Linked DNA regions of Mus musculus: region 2 is linked to region 1. The links are chromatin contacts, called in public Hi-C maps. All regions are on one chromosome and are shown on one strand. Each heading gives the region's core, a stretch centred on a gene start, on an enhancer-like site or on the middle of the called end of the contact. The rest is flanking DNA. Distances are from core to core; before and after follow the strand shown. Region 1 overlaps 4932438A13Rik (RIKEN cDNA 4932438A13 gene). Region 2 has its middle 20 kb from the start of Gm12532.

Evidence for each region. A called contact is a pair of places that touch in the nucleus more often than the background predicts.
Region 2: a contact with region 1 is called in a Hi-C map of the MNK3 cell line, with 6 times the contacts expected there. The contact joins two enhancer-like sites. A contact is called at or near these places in 2 of 15 datasets of contacts at CTCF or cohesin (CD8 T cells and the NIH/3T3 cell line), 9 of 484 Hi-C or Micro-C datasets (the HL-1 cell line, the MNK3 cell line, Th2 cells and 3 more), 8 of 115 datasets of contacts at active chromatin or transcription factors (T-cell acute lymphoblastic leukemia, embryonic hindbrain, embryonic limb bud and 5 more) and 1 of 9 other capture datasets (liver).

Annotation. Positions count from the first base shown.
Region 1 is chr3:36,905,900-36,911,475 of GRCm38.p6, reverse strand. 4932438A13Rik (RIKEN cDNA 4932438A13 gene) reads right to left here. Exons shown (of 86, transcript NM_172679.2): 14 at 4,694-4,785; 15 at 3,227-3,344. Among named protein-coding and RNA genes, the nearest start is that of 4932438A13Rik, 46 kb to the right of the region's middle. Within about 2 kb of position 3,570, at least 4 of the 459 cell types and tissues checked have an H3K27ac peak or open chromatin away from gene starts, as enhancers often do. A contact at or near this core is called in the MNK3 cell line, where this site is marked.
Region 2 is chr3:37,199,868-37,205,995 of GRCm38.p6, reverse strand. No RefSeq gene overlaps it. Among named protein-coding and RNA genes, the nearest start is that of Gm12532, 20 kb to the right of the region's middle. Within about 2 kb of position 1,860, at least 204 of the 459 cell types and tissues checked have an H3K27ac peak or open chromatin away from gene starts, as enhancers often do. A contact at or near this core is called in the MNK3 cell line, where this site is marked.

The sequences.
Region 1 (5,576 bases), core at 2,321-4,820:
TTACACTAGCCTGATAAAAGCAACAGCCTGAACTGAGTTCTTCCATTTGCTTCTAAGATCAAAACTGGATTAATATTTTTATTGTCATTATTTGGAGTAAATAAAAACAGAATTGAAATATACAGCAGTTGAGGGTAGGGGGCAGTGGGAACCTCTAGAAAGTCTCAGAGACCTGGAATATGAGAGGCTTCCAGAACTCAATGGGGACAACCTTAGCGGAAACTCCCAACAGTGAGGAGATGAAACGAGAAGATATCACCTCCAGTAGATAAACATGGCCCCCAGCTGAGGTAGGGGGCCATTCACCAATCTTCAAAATTGTTTTAAATTGTTCCTGTCTAAAGAAAATGCAGGGACAAAAACGAAGCAGAGATTGAAAGAAAGCTCACCCAGTGACCTGCCCAACTGGGGATCCATCCCATGTGCACACACCGAATCCTGACACTATTACTGAGGCAAACAGGAGTCTGGCGTGACTATCCCTCTGAGAGGATCTACCAGCATCTAACTAAGACAGATGCAGATGCTCACAGCTGACCATTAGATTGAGGAGCCCCTATGCAACAGTTAGAGGAAGGACTGAAGGAGCTGAAGGGGATTGCAATCCCCATAGGAAGAGCAACATTGACAACTAACCTGGACCCCTCAGAGCTCCCAGAGACTAAGTCAAAACCAAAGGAACATACACGGGCGGCGGGTTTGTGGACCAGGGCACATAGGTAGCAGAGGACTGCCTTGTATGGGGAGGGGACTGATGGGGTGAAAAATTCAGGGAGGGGGGCCTAGGAAGGGGTTAACTTTTGGAATGTAAATAAATAAAATAATTTAATTTTTTAAAAAAAGTTAAAAAAAAAACAAAAATAAAAAAACAACGAAAACCAGTCCCTTACCTTTGATAGTTCCAATCTAAAACAAATTAAGAAAATATTTCATCTAGCTAAACAGCAGCCTACAGAATGGAAAAGATTTTTACCAACTCCACATCTGACACAGGGCTAATATCCAAAATATAAAAAGAACTCAAGAAACTAGACATCAACAAACCACATAATCCAATTAAAAAATGGGTACAGATATAAACAGAATTCTCATCAGAGGATTCTCAAATTGCTGAAAAAAAAAAACCTTAAAGAAATGTTCAGCATCCTTAGCCATCAATGGAATGCAAATCAAAACGACTCTGAAATTCTTACACCAGTCAGAATGACTAAGATCAAAAACACAAGAAACTGCTCATGCTGGCCAGGATATAGAGCAAGAACACTCATAAATTGCCAGTGGGAATGCTAACTTGTATAGTCATCTTAGAAATCAACACAGTGCTCTTCAGAAACTGGGGATTTACCTATCTCAACACCCAGCCATACCACCCCTAGACATATATTCAAAAGGTGCCCCACTAGACCACAAGGACACTTTTGATCAATTATGTTCAGAGCAAATTTATTCATAATAGCCAGAAACTGGAAACAACTTAGATGTGTAACCAAAGAATGGATTAAAAAAAAAATGGGACATTGATACATTGGAGTTTTACTTAGCTGTTAAAAAAAAATGGCATCATAAAATTTGCTAGCAAATGGATGAAACCAGAAAAAAACATCCAGAGTAAAAACAAGCATGGCTGGTGCTCACTTGTAGGTGGGTATCAGCTATAAAGTAAAGGATAGCCATGCTAGTGTCCACAGACCCAGAGAGGGTAATGAACAGGAAGGGCTTGGGGAGGGGACGGGAGAGGGGTAAGGATCTTCCTAGGAAGGGGAAATAGAATCAATTTCGAGGGTGCACTGGGGGTGAGTGCGAACAGGAAGAGGAAGGATAGGGTGGGGTGACTGAGGGAGAGAATATTGGGAGAGAACTGGAAAACATTGCAGAAGTAAGGTAAAAACTTGGTGCAATGGAATCTCCTTGGAATCTACACTAGCAAAGACTCCTAGAAACGGGCGGACATGGACAGCTTCAGTGAAGTAGCAGGATATAAAATTAACTCAAACAAGTCAATGGCCTTTCTCTACACAAAGGATAAACAGGCTGAGAGAGAAATTAGGGAAACAACACCCTTCTCAATAGTCACAAATAATATAAAATACCTTGGCATAACTCTAACTAAGGAAGTGAAAGATCTGTATGGTAAGAACTTCAAGTCTCTGAAGAAAGAAATTAAAGAAGATCTCAGAAGATGGAAAGATCTCCCAAGCTCATGGATGGGCAGGATCAATATAGTAAAAATGGCTATCTTGCCAAAAGCAATCTACAGATTCAATGCAATCCCCATCAAAAATTCCAACTCAATTCTTCAACAAATTAGAAAGGGCAATCTGCAAATTCATCTGGAATAACAAAAAACCTAGGAAAGCAAAAACTCTTCTCAAGGATGAAAGAACCTCTGGTTGGCATGGAGTCTGAACTGGCCATCCCCTCTAACCAGGTCTCAAGTGGAGAGACTGGGACACCAACCCAGCCACAGAAATCTCCAACCTACCGTTTGTCATCCCTGCAGGATATGCTGGGACCAGAGCCTAGAATAACTGTCATCAGAGAAACCAGAGAGACTTCATCCAGCAACAGATGGGAGCAGATGCAGAGTCCCACAGCCAAATTCAGGGAGAGCTTATGGAGTCCTGAGAGGGGTAGGAAAGACTGGAGGATCCACAGGATCAAGGACACCATAAGAACAAAGCACACAGAATCAACAGACTGGGACTCAAATGGGCTCACAGAGATCAGGGAGCCTGTACAGCCTGACCTAGGTCCTCTGCATATATGTTATATTTCTGTCGCTTGGTGGTTTTATGGGATTGTTAACAGTGTGCGCAGGGGATGTCTCTTGACTCTTTTGCCTGCTTTTAGGAGCCTTTTCCTCTTACCGGGTTACCTCATCCAGCCTTGATGCTAGAATACATGCTTAGTCTTATGGTAGATTTTTATACTATATTTGGTTGATGTCTCAGGAAGGCCTGTTCTTTTCTGAGGAAAAGGTGAAGGGGTAGATGTGGATCCAGGGAAAGAGGAGGTAGAGGGATGGACTGGGAGGAGAGGACGAAGGGGAAACTGCAGTTTGGGATACAATATATGGGAGAATAATAAATGGAAAAATTATAGGAAAAAAGGAAAGCACACATATCATGTCATGTCAGCACACCCCTATATTAAATGTAAAAGTAAAACCTACAGAATATAAATAAGCTCACCACACAAGTAACTGTCGATATTTACCAGAAATTACCTGTAAAGAAGTTCTTCTGTGCAAAGATGAAGTGGTATGTGGCTTTATATACTTCCAATTCACATTGCCATGTCTGTGGCATGTTCCAAATTCTGGGGTAGCTGGCATTGATGTGGAACTGCAAAACAAATGTTAGAGGTTAAAATGTGACAATGCTAACAGCATTGGGAATGAAGTCATATAATCTGGAGAGTAATTAAAACTTATTTTCCCACTGAGATGAACAGAAAGTGTCTTTGAGACTTTTAAAACTGCTGTAAAAGGTCAGTGTCTATGGTCAATACCCAGATCTTTGAGATATTAAGCTTTGATGTGGTCAAAATTCTCTGAGGGGAAAGAAATATTCTCTAGTTTCAGCAACACACACCAGCTAACGTAGCAGGTAACAAACAGCCCAAGTCCCTAATTCCTCCTCTGTTAAAGGAAGGAAGGCGGACTATCATGGGTACTATCCTACAGCCTGGCCTTGGCATTGCTGCACAGGAAACAGCTGCCTGCCGAGGACTAGCACTGTTTTACATGGTCCCACTTATCAGCAACAGCTTGAGAGTTCCATCAAGTGCAGAACTGTAATGAATGTTAAATTTGATAAGTTTAATACTATATTTTTATGTAATAATAGATTTTATATAGTAATTTTACATTATTCATATACTGACTACATGTTTTTATACTCATACTCTAAGAAATAAGTTGTTTTTTATTTCAACTACAGTGGAATTGACTTAACCCACACCAAGAGAAAAGACTGCACAGAGACTTTGAGGCTAAAACATACCTGACTATTTGTGCATGCTCTCATAGATGATTATAATCTGAGTGTTGGGGGGGGCTTTTCTTACTAATTATCAAATTTCATCTTACACATCTGAATGTATAAGATGTTGGCTTAAAACAAGTAACTAAGAACCTTATGACATCATCTGATGTAAATGAATCTTCTGTGAATACCAACCATCCTACAGAGTTGTTGTTGTTGTTGTTGTTGTTGTTACTGCCCTTTTTTTAAAGTAACATATTAATGAGAACCTAATCTGAAATTTAAACCATGGCCACTTCCAAATATTCAGGGTACCATCAAGACTTTTTTCTTTAAAACTTAGTCACTGACTTAGGTCAAAGAATAAAATTAATTAAGTCCTGAGAGAAGCCCAATAGGGTCAGAACATGCAATCAAAAATTACTTTATTTACAATTTTGGAAAAATACGTGGAATTTAAAAATTACATCCTAACAGTTTGTGAGCTCCTAGCACTTCCTATGTATTAGAAGTGGAACAGTATAAAGGATGTCAAAGGCAGCACACAGTACGAGTAATCTGCCACTCTTCCCAAGCTTGGTATAACCAGAGTACCTAGTTGGTAGTTCTCAAATAAGAATACAGACAAGTTTTAGAAATTTTACATTAGAAAATTAAAACTAAGTCTATACCTACTAAACAAATGTATATCATATATTTAGACTTACTGCTAACATCTCTGCTTCTAAAAGGGTCCGATATTGCATACTGGTAGTAGCATCAACATGTAATAGTTGTCCTTTAATAGCAGGGGTATAACCTAATAAATAAAAACATAAAATGTAAGAGCCAGAATAAAAAGTACACAATTTAAATTTTTGCAGTAGAACCAACTCCTTCTACCACTTCAAAACTGAAATCCTTGAAACACAGCTTCAGTGACGGGAAGCTTGCTAATGTAACAAGGGATCCTCCTCATCTAAGACAACAATGAGTAAACATCACCACCACATGGTATCTATCCTGGTTTGCTTTTGAGAGCAAACCCATAGTGGCCTCTCAATATCCATATACAATGGTTCTAAAATGCTACATTTAAATTAAAATCTACAGACGTTCAAGACTTTTATGTGAAATATCAAAATATTCCAATTGTTACATGTATCTCCCACATATGCCAAATTATCTCACATTACTTATATATTTAATATAATATAAATGCTATGCAGTAACCACTGAACAGTATTGTTTAGAAGATAACAAGGGAAAATACATACTACAAGTGCAACTCTTCTTAAATATTTCCATATCATAACTGCTTTAGTCTATGGATGCAAAGCTTATGAATGTGAGAACGTTGTACATGTTTACTTCTAAGCAAAACTTTTCAACTATAAGCACAAGTCCTATACTTTTTCTTTAGCTACTGATTCAAGTATATATATTTTTTATGATTTTTCAAGTATTCCCTATATAAAAACAGTTGCCAAATATTATATATGTCTCCTGTAATGACAGTCTCACATCAATACAGGCCATTCTCGGCATAAGCAGAAGTTTGAAGTGCCATTTCCTCTTTTAACTGGCTTCTTTTTCAAAGATCACAGCTAC
Region 2 (6,128 bases), core at 611-3,110, 300 kb before region 1:
AAAGACTTGGCTCAAGAACAGATGAGCTTCCAGCTGTATTCCTTAGGAAACACAATAGTGGCAGTGACGTTTGGGGCTGTCAAGTAGATTTCTATGTTTCATGTGAACAAGAAGAGCTACATATAAACTACAGGTGACCTTAGCACTAAATACAACATCTGCTTCAGGCTAGTGACTGGGCAGTTGTTACAGCCTCACTGCCACTGCACCAGGTGAGACAGACACCACCCAACTTCCCTCCTACTGAGGCTTTAGACCTATACATCAAAGTTTCCAAACCTTGTCCTCTAAGAACCAAGTCGGTCATGTGATCCAGAGTGTTCTGGGTACCACCCAAGCCTTGATTCAGGGGCCTACCTGCCTTCCCCTCCCTGGGCCTCATGGCAGTTGGAGGCCAGCCAGCAGGTGACAGTGGCAATCTATGAAGCATCTCTAGTGGCTCGGAGGCCCCTTGCAATAAGAGAGAACTTGCCCAAATGTGATTTCGCTGTTGTAAATTCTGCCCCAATTATAGCCTGACTTCCTCCCTCTCAGGAAGCATTTCATAAGCATCGAGGCATTCTGTCTGATAAAGTCGTTCTTTGCCCACATGAAAGGACTCTGCTCTCTGTGGAGAAATCTCAAGCCTGCTGAAGAGCAGTTGTCTGGGGCGACGACCACAGCTTGTGTGTTTGGTTGGGCTACGGGTCCAAGAGCTGCCTTTCTTCCTAACTCTGTCACTTCATAAATCACAACAGGACTCTTGGGTTTCCAGAGCAAAATGTGGGGTAGAGAGCCCTGGGGTTCTGCTGGGGACCCCAGAAACCACAGGCTGCTTACAGAGCAAAGCCCCAGTGTATCTGAGCACCCAGCGCTCCTTGGACCTCATCTCAGAACAGGAAAGTGTTGACTGAAAATGTGTCTGGGGAAGGGTCGATCCTGCTCACTGACACAATCTGGTCCGTACCAGGTATCTATCACCGCCTTCAAACAAGGATATATTTGTAGTATCTGATTTATTTTCAGGGTTGTAGTTTTAGTAAAATTTTATTAAGAAGTAATACGGCATCCAAAAGCTAGTTTGCACTCAATAGTTACCTTCCTAGTTCTGATGTCTTTCTAGATTTTGAAGAATATTAATGCATTTGCACAAAACATTATTTTTCACTCCTGAAACTGGATCACTGACACGTTGCAGTATTTGTGCCCTCCAGGAGAGGTCTCCCCTGACAGTGACAGGCACTTGCTCCCAGGGAGAACCCAGTACACATGAGATGCTTTCCAACTTTGTATTTATGAGTCCAGTTACTTCGATAAACTGTGCTTGGAATACTATGCCCAAATCAGACGTTCTCCTCTTGCTCTCAGTGACGCGAATAACACAATCCCCTGTGTTTGTAGATTTCTCTTAGCAGAGGAGGAAACTTGAAAGAAGTGTCCCAAAGTCCCCTCCCAGCTTCTACTCCTTCAGAAATATTTCTGGTCTTCTTTTGTTCTTTCAAATGTCCCTTTGGACGAGATGTTCACTGAAGCGTTATGTGCCTCACTGGAGACTGATGTACATCGCTAACAACGACAGAACCTCCTTTGGGAGCGTCCAGGACGACTGGGCAAGGTAAACCGTTCCAGGAAGGCGCTCCTTTCCTGCGGGCTCCTGAGGTCTGTGCCATGTATCTTTGGTTACGCTGCTCAGATCTGATGAGGAGAGAAAGGGTCAGGGTGGGGCAGCAGCAGCTGCCGCCTCTCACAGGGCCACAAAGCAAAGAACAGGAAGCTCTGGCAGGGCAGGGTTCCCCACAAGCTCCTTGAAGGCTGGCAGCTCCTCTTTGGAGCCCGACTTCCCTTCATCGCTGTCTCCTTTACTTCCTCTTTCTACCAAAACACTAACGACATTTTACCACAAGGGGGCAGTGCAGGGGAAGAAACCAATCATCTGACTTGGTGCGTCCTTAGGGAAATTATTCTGTCAGGAGCTTGATCTTTTCTGTCCTCCTTCCTCCCTCCTTACAGATAATTCTATATTCAAGCCAGAGTTTCCATGAAGAAGTCGTCAGTCCCACAGCTTACCTAACAGGGTCCTGCGACATGCGTTCTGAAATAGGCTTGCATTTGATTAAGATTGATTGATTTGATTTGCCTCTTTTGGATACAAGACATAAAGCAATTATGATTATGAGGTATTTTTTAGAATTATCTGTTTCAGGCACTATTGTAAGGATATGCAGAGTAAGGAGGCCTCTGAATGTAAAATCCATTCTCTGTATACATATATATCATTTGACCAAGTCCCCCAGTTAGTGGGAGTTAGACCCCCTAAGTTGGCACAGCTGGGTGTTTCCTGAGGACTTTAGCTATAGGATATGGAGGTGACATTATGATCTCTAAGTGGCTGGCTTATGACAGGGGCTAGACTTTCGCACTGGTTGTAAATGTCTTATTGTTCCAATTGTGCTGGCAAAGAGAATACGTTATGACCACAGCTCAGCCATAAAAGCAAACTGTCACTATTACTTAGACCTTAAGGAGCACTACGGGGGCTCCCTGGGAATTTATAGAAAATGGATAAAATCAGGTTTGCAAGGCTATTTTTAGATAAGAAGGCGCCAGGAGCAACTAAGGATCTGGCCTTTGTTCTACCGAAAGAAGCCTGGATAGACTGACCAAGGACCTCACCAGGGAGGAATCCCCAGAAAAGCAACAGGAAATATTTGAAAGACACAGCAGGGTTGCTTGGATGCCCTAGTAGAGCAGGGTTTCCCTAGTATCTAATCCGCCATCAAAGATTCACTAAAACTGAAAGGAAAGGAAGTGCTTAGAATAGCAGAGGAGTCAGGGAAGGCCAGGTCTGCACAGTTTGCAGAAGGGAGGGAGCGTGCTTCAGCAGGCACTGAGGTTAGTCCTACGCTTATGTGCAGGACCATCCATAAGAGTACATCTCAGCCTGAGGAAAGGACAACACTGAGTACAGAGCTCAATCATCGCCCCCCCCTAGCATTCTGTGAGGAAGTGGATTTTGAGTGTAGCTGGTGTGATTGACAGCCACCGGGCCGTGTCTGGGTCTGGATCCTTTACTATATCACCGGCTCTGGGGATAGGGTGTGCACCCAGAACAAAGTAAAGAAAAGCAGGATTTAGCTCTGCCTCTGAGTGTTGAGTATAATTTGTATTTTTCCTCCCTGCTCATATGGCTCTTGCTCTGGGGCTGTGTCCTGGGTCCCTTCAGCCCAGCTCTACTGTGAGTTCCCAAGGGAGCCTGATATCAGTAGAATGAAGCCATTAGGCAGATAGATTGAGTTTTGCCACCAAAAACTTGGGAATAAGGAGATCCATATATAGTTTAATGGCAGGTTAGTTAGCATTGTATCTAAACTCCATCCCCACAGTTACCTGGCAACAGCCAGTTAGGCCTGACCTACTATAGAAGGGGCTGCTTGCCCCCCTCCTCCCTCTCTTACTCTTGCTTACTGCTTGCTTCTCTCTTGCCATCTTGGGCTCTTCCCTTCCCCCTCTCTCCACATGCCCATGGCCATGGCCAGCTTCTACTTCTTTACTCTCTCCCTCTCTCTGCCTTTCTCTGCCTCTACTACCCTCTTAACTCCCCTTCCCATGCCCTGAATAAACTCTATTCTATACTATACTATTGTGTGGCTGGTCCCTCATGGGGAAGGGATGCCTCAGTATGGGCCCACTGAGACATCCCACCTCAGTCACCACAAGAGATCCACGCTTGCTAGCCCAGAACTGGTAAGCCCCCATCCCTTCCCATCTGCATGGTCCCAGGGGAGAGTTCCTGAGCTCGGAGCTACCCCTGTGTTGTCCTTGAGGATGGAAGACATTCAGTTTTTCCCTGACCCTCGTTTTAGGACTTTTTCCCTTGGGTGAGATTTCCCTCTCCTTGTAGACAGTTTCTCGAAGCTGAGAAATTCCTGGGTTTGGATGAACTGGCTCAAGAGCACAGGCTCTGAGCGTTAGCCCCCAGCCATCACAAGTCGACCTGGTGGTCTGGCCTGTGCTAGAATCTCTCTTAGGTTGTTAATGTCCTCAGGACACTGGTAGGGGCAGCTAATAACCCTATTCTCTCGCCCAGGGGTCAGTATTTCTCTGCCTGGTCCCTACTTAATGGGATGTCTTGGTCTAAAACAATATCTCTACATCAACACTAAACTGGCACTTTCTTGCTAATGATCCATGTGGCAAACTTTCCCCTCCCCCTCTCTCATTTGCAGCCTGCTGCAACTACTAGTCCAGCCAGTTTGCCTGAAAGGCAGGTCTGGCTCTGTCTCCTGCCAGGGACTCTGCTGCCCTCCCCCACTCTTACTCTCAGCTCTGAGTCTGTCTCACTGTCTTCCTCAGCCCGCTCACACTCCACCAATCCCTGATCATGTGTCTATCTCCCCACCTTCCTGCACACTCAAGGGGTTCCCTCCCTTTCTCCCTTTCTCCTTCTCTTTCCCTCTCCCTCTCTGCTGGGGGTTTGTAAAGTAAAGGCTAGCAGTGCCACACGCCACAAGTGACAGCTGCCACAAGTGACTGCTGAGAGCACTGGGCCACATAGGAAGTCCTGCCTCATGACTTCCAACAGCAAGCAGGAAGTCTGGCCCTGTGCTCATCAAATTAAACACACGATTCCTGCTGCCAGTGCAGTCTACAGCCATCACCTTCAACAGTGGGAGCGCACAAGTCATTATTGTGGTTCCTAAAGATCGATCAATAGTCCACCTGACTTTAGCTCTATAGACCAAAGTGCGCCAGCCAGCCCCTAGCTTCACAGTTTAGCAATTCCCATGCCTGACAGCCAGCTTAAGATTTTCATTTCTATCCTGTTTTAATATGATTTTTACTACTGTCATTAAATCCTATTCAGTTATAACCAATCAGTATAGCCCTCAATCCTGTCAGAAGTTTGCTAATTATTAAGTTTACAACAGGGAGAATCCTCAAAGCCTTTAACAGTTGGCTCAGGATGGTAGATAGTTTCAGAAGAGTGGACACAGATACACGATACTGCCTTGATTGTGATATGATAATCACCGAGAAACAGTGGACAAAATCGGATACCTTGAGTCAAATGACTTGGCTAAATAAAGGTAAACCATTTCTCATGTCACACGTATTCATTCCACAGAAAAAGCCCTGCATCTTCTGTGCTTGACAGACAGACCGCCCAGGTTGCCATAGAGACCCCGGGGACTGTTGGCTAGTGGACTCTGGCATTTTTTTAAATAACTGGTAGGTTTTTGTTTATTCTTTCTCAGACTTCTGACTACATTGACAGCTAGAAAAAGGCTTTCACAGATGTAATCTGTTATCTCCTTATCGAGACTCTGTTTCCATTAATCAAATGCTTCATATTTCCTCTTCTTGCTATGCCACTGTCCTAACATTAACTCTAATAGAACATTCCTCTATACGATCTAACTTTTTCAACTTTTTAATCACAAATTCTTGTTCCTTCTGCTCCACAAAAGGCTCATCTTAAAGACTGTTCATGTGGTAAACTCACGTTGTTATCTCTTTTATAAACTTACAGGCTACAGGAAACCTACCCAGAGCTACCTCTCATGGACCCAACAGACTCCATCCAGACAAGCACATCTGCCCAAAGTTCCCACTAACTACCTATTCCAAAGGGTGGGATTCCTCTGGGTTTCAAATGTACATCTTACGAAAAAAAAATTTTCTTTCTCCTAAACATACTTAATTTTATTCTCTACCTATAATAATATATTTTAACATCTTGTCAAGTCTAGGCGCTTACTATATCCAGTACAGCCCCAGAGAAACAACCTCCAAATCTCCTTTCAGACACAGACTTCTACTTCTACTGGATCTGTACCTTCTGACCAATCCTCAGACGGTTCCACAGACCCTGGACAGCAAGGAAACAGCCAACTCTCCTAAGACTGGACAAACATCGCCCATACCCATTCTTCTAGGTTCCCTAGGGACATGTCAGCCCAAAGCCAGCATGAAGCAGCCAGATATCACAACAACCCTATTCCTGCTTTGCCATCACCTCTCTTTAATTTTTTTCTTTTTCAATTAAACCAAAACAGGGGAATGTTATCATTCTGTCTAAACTCCACCCTATAGTTACCTGGCAACAGTCAGGTATGCTCCTCCCTACAGTCACCTGGCAACAGCCAGGT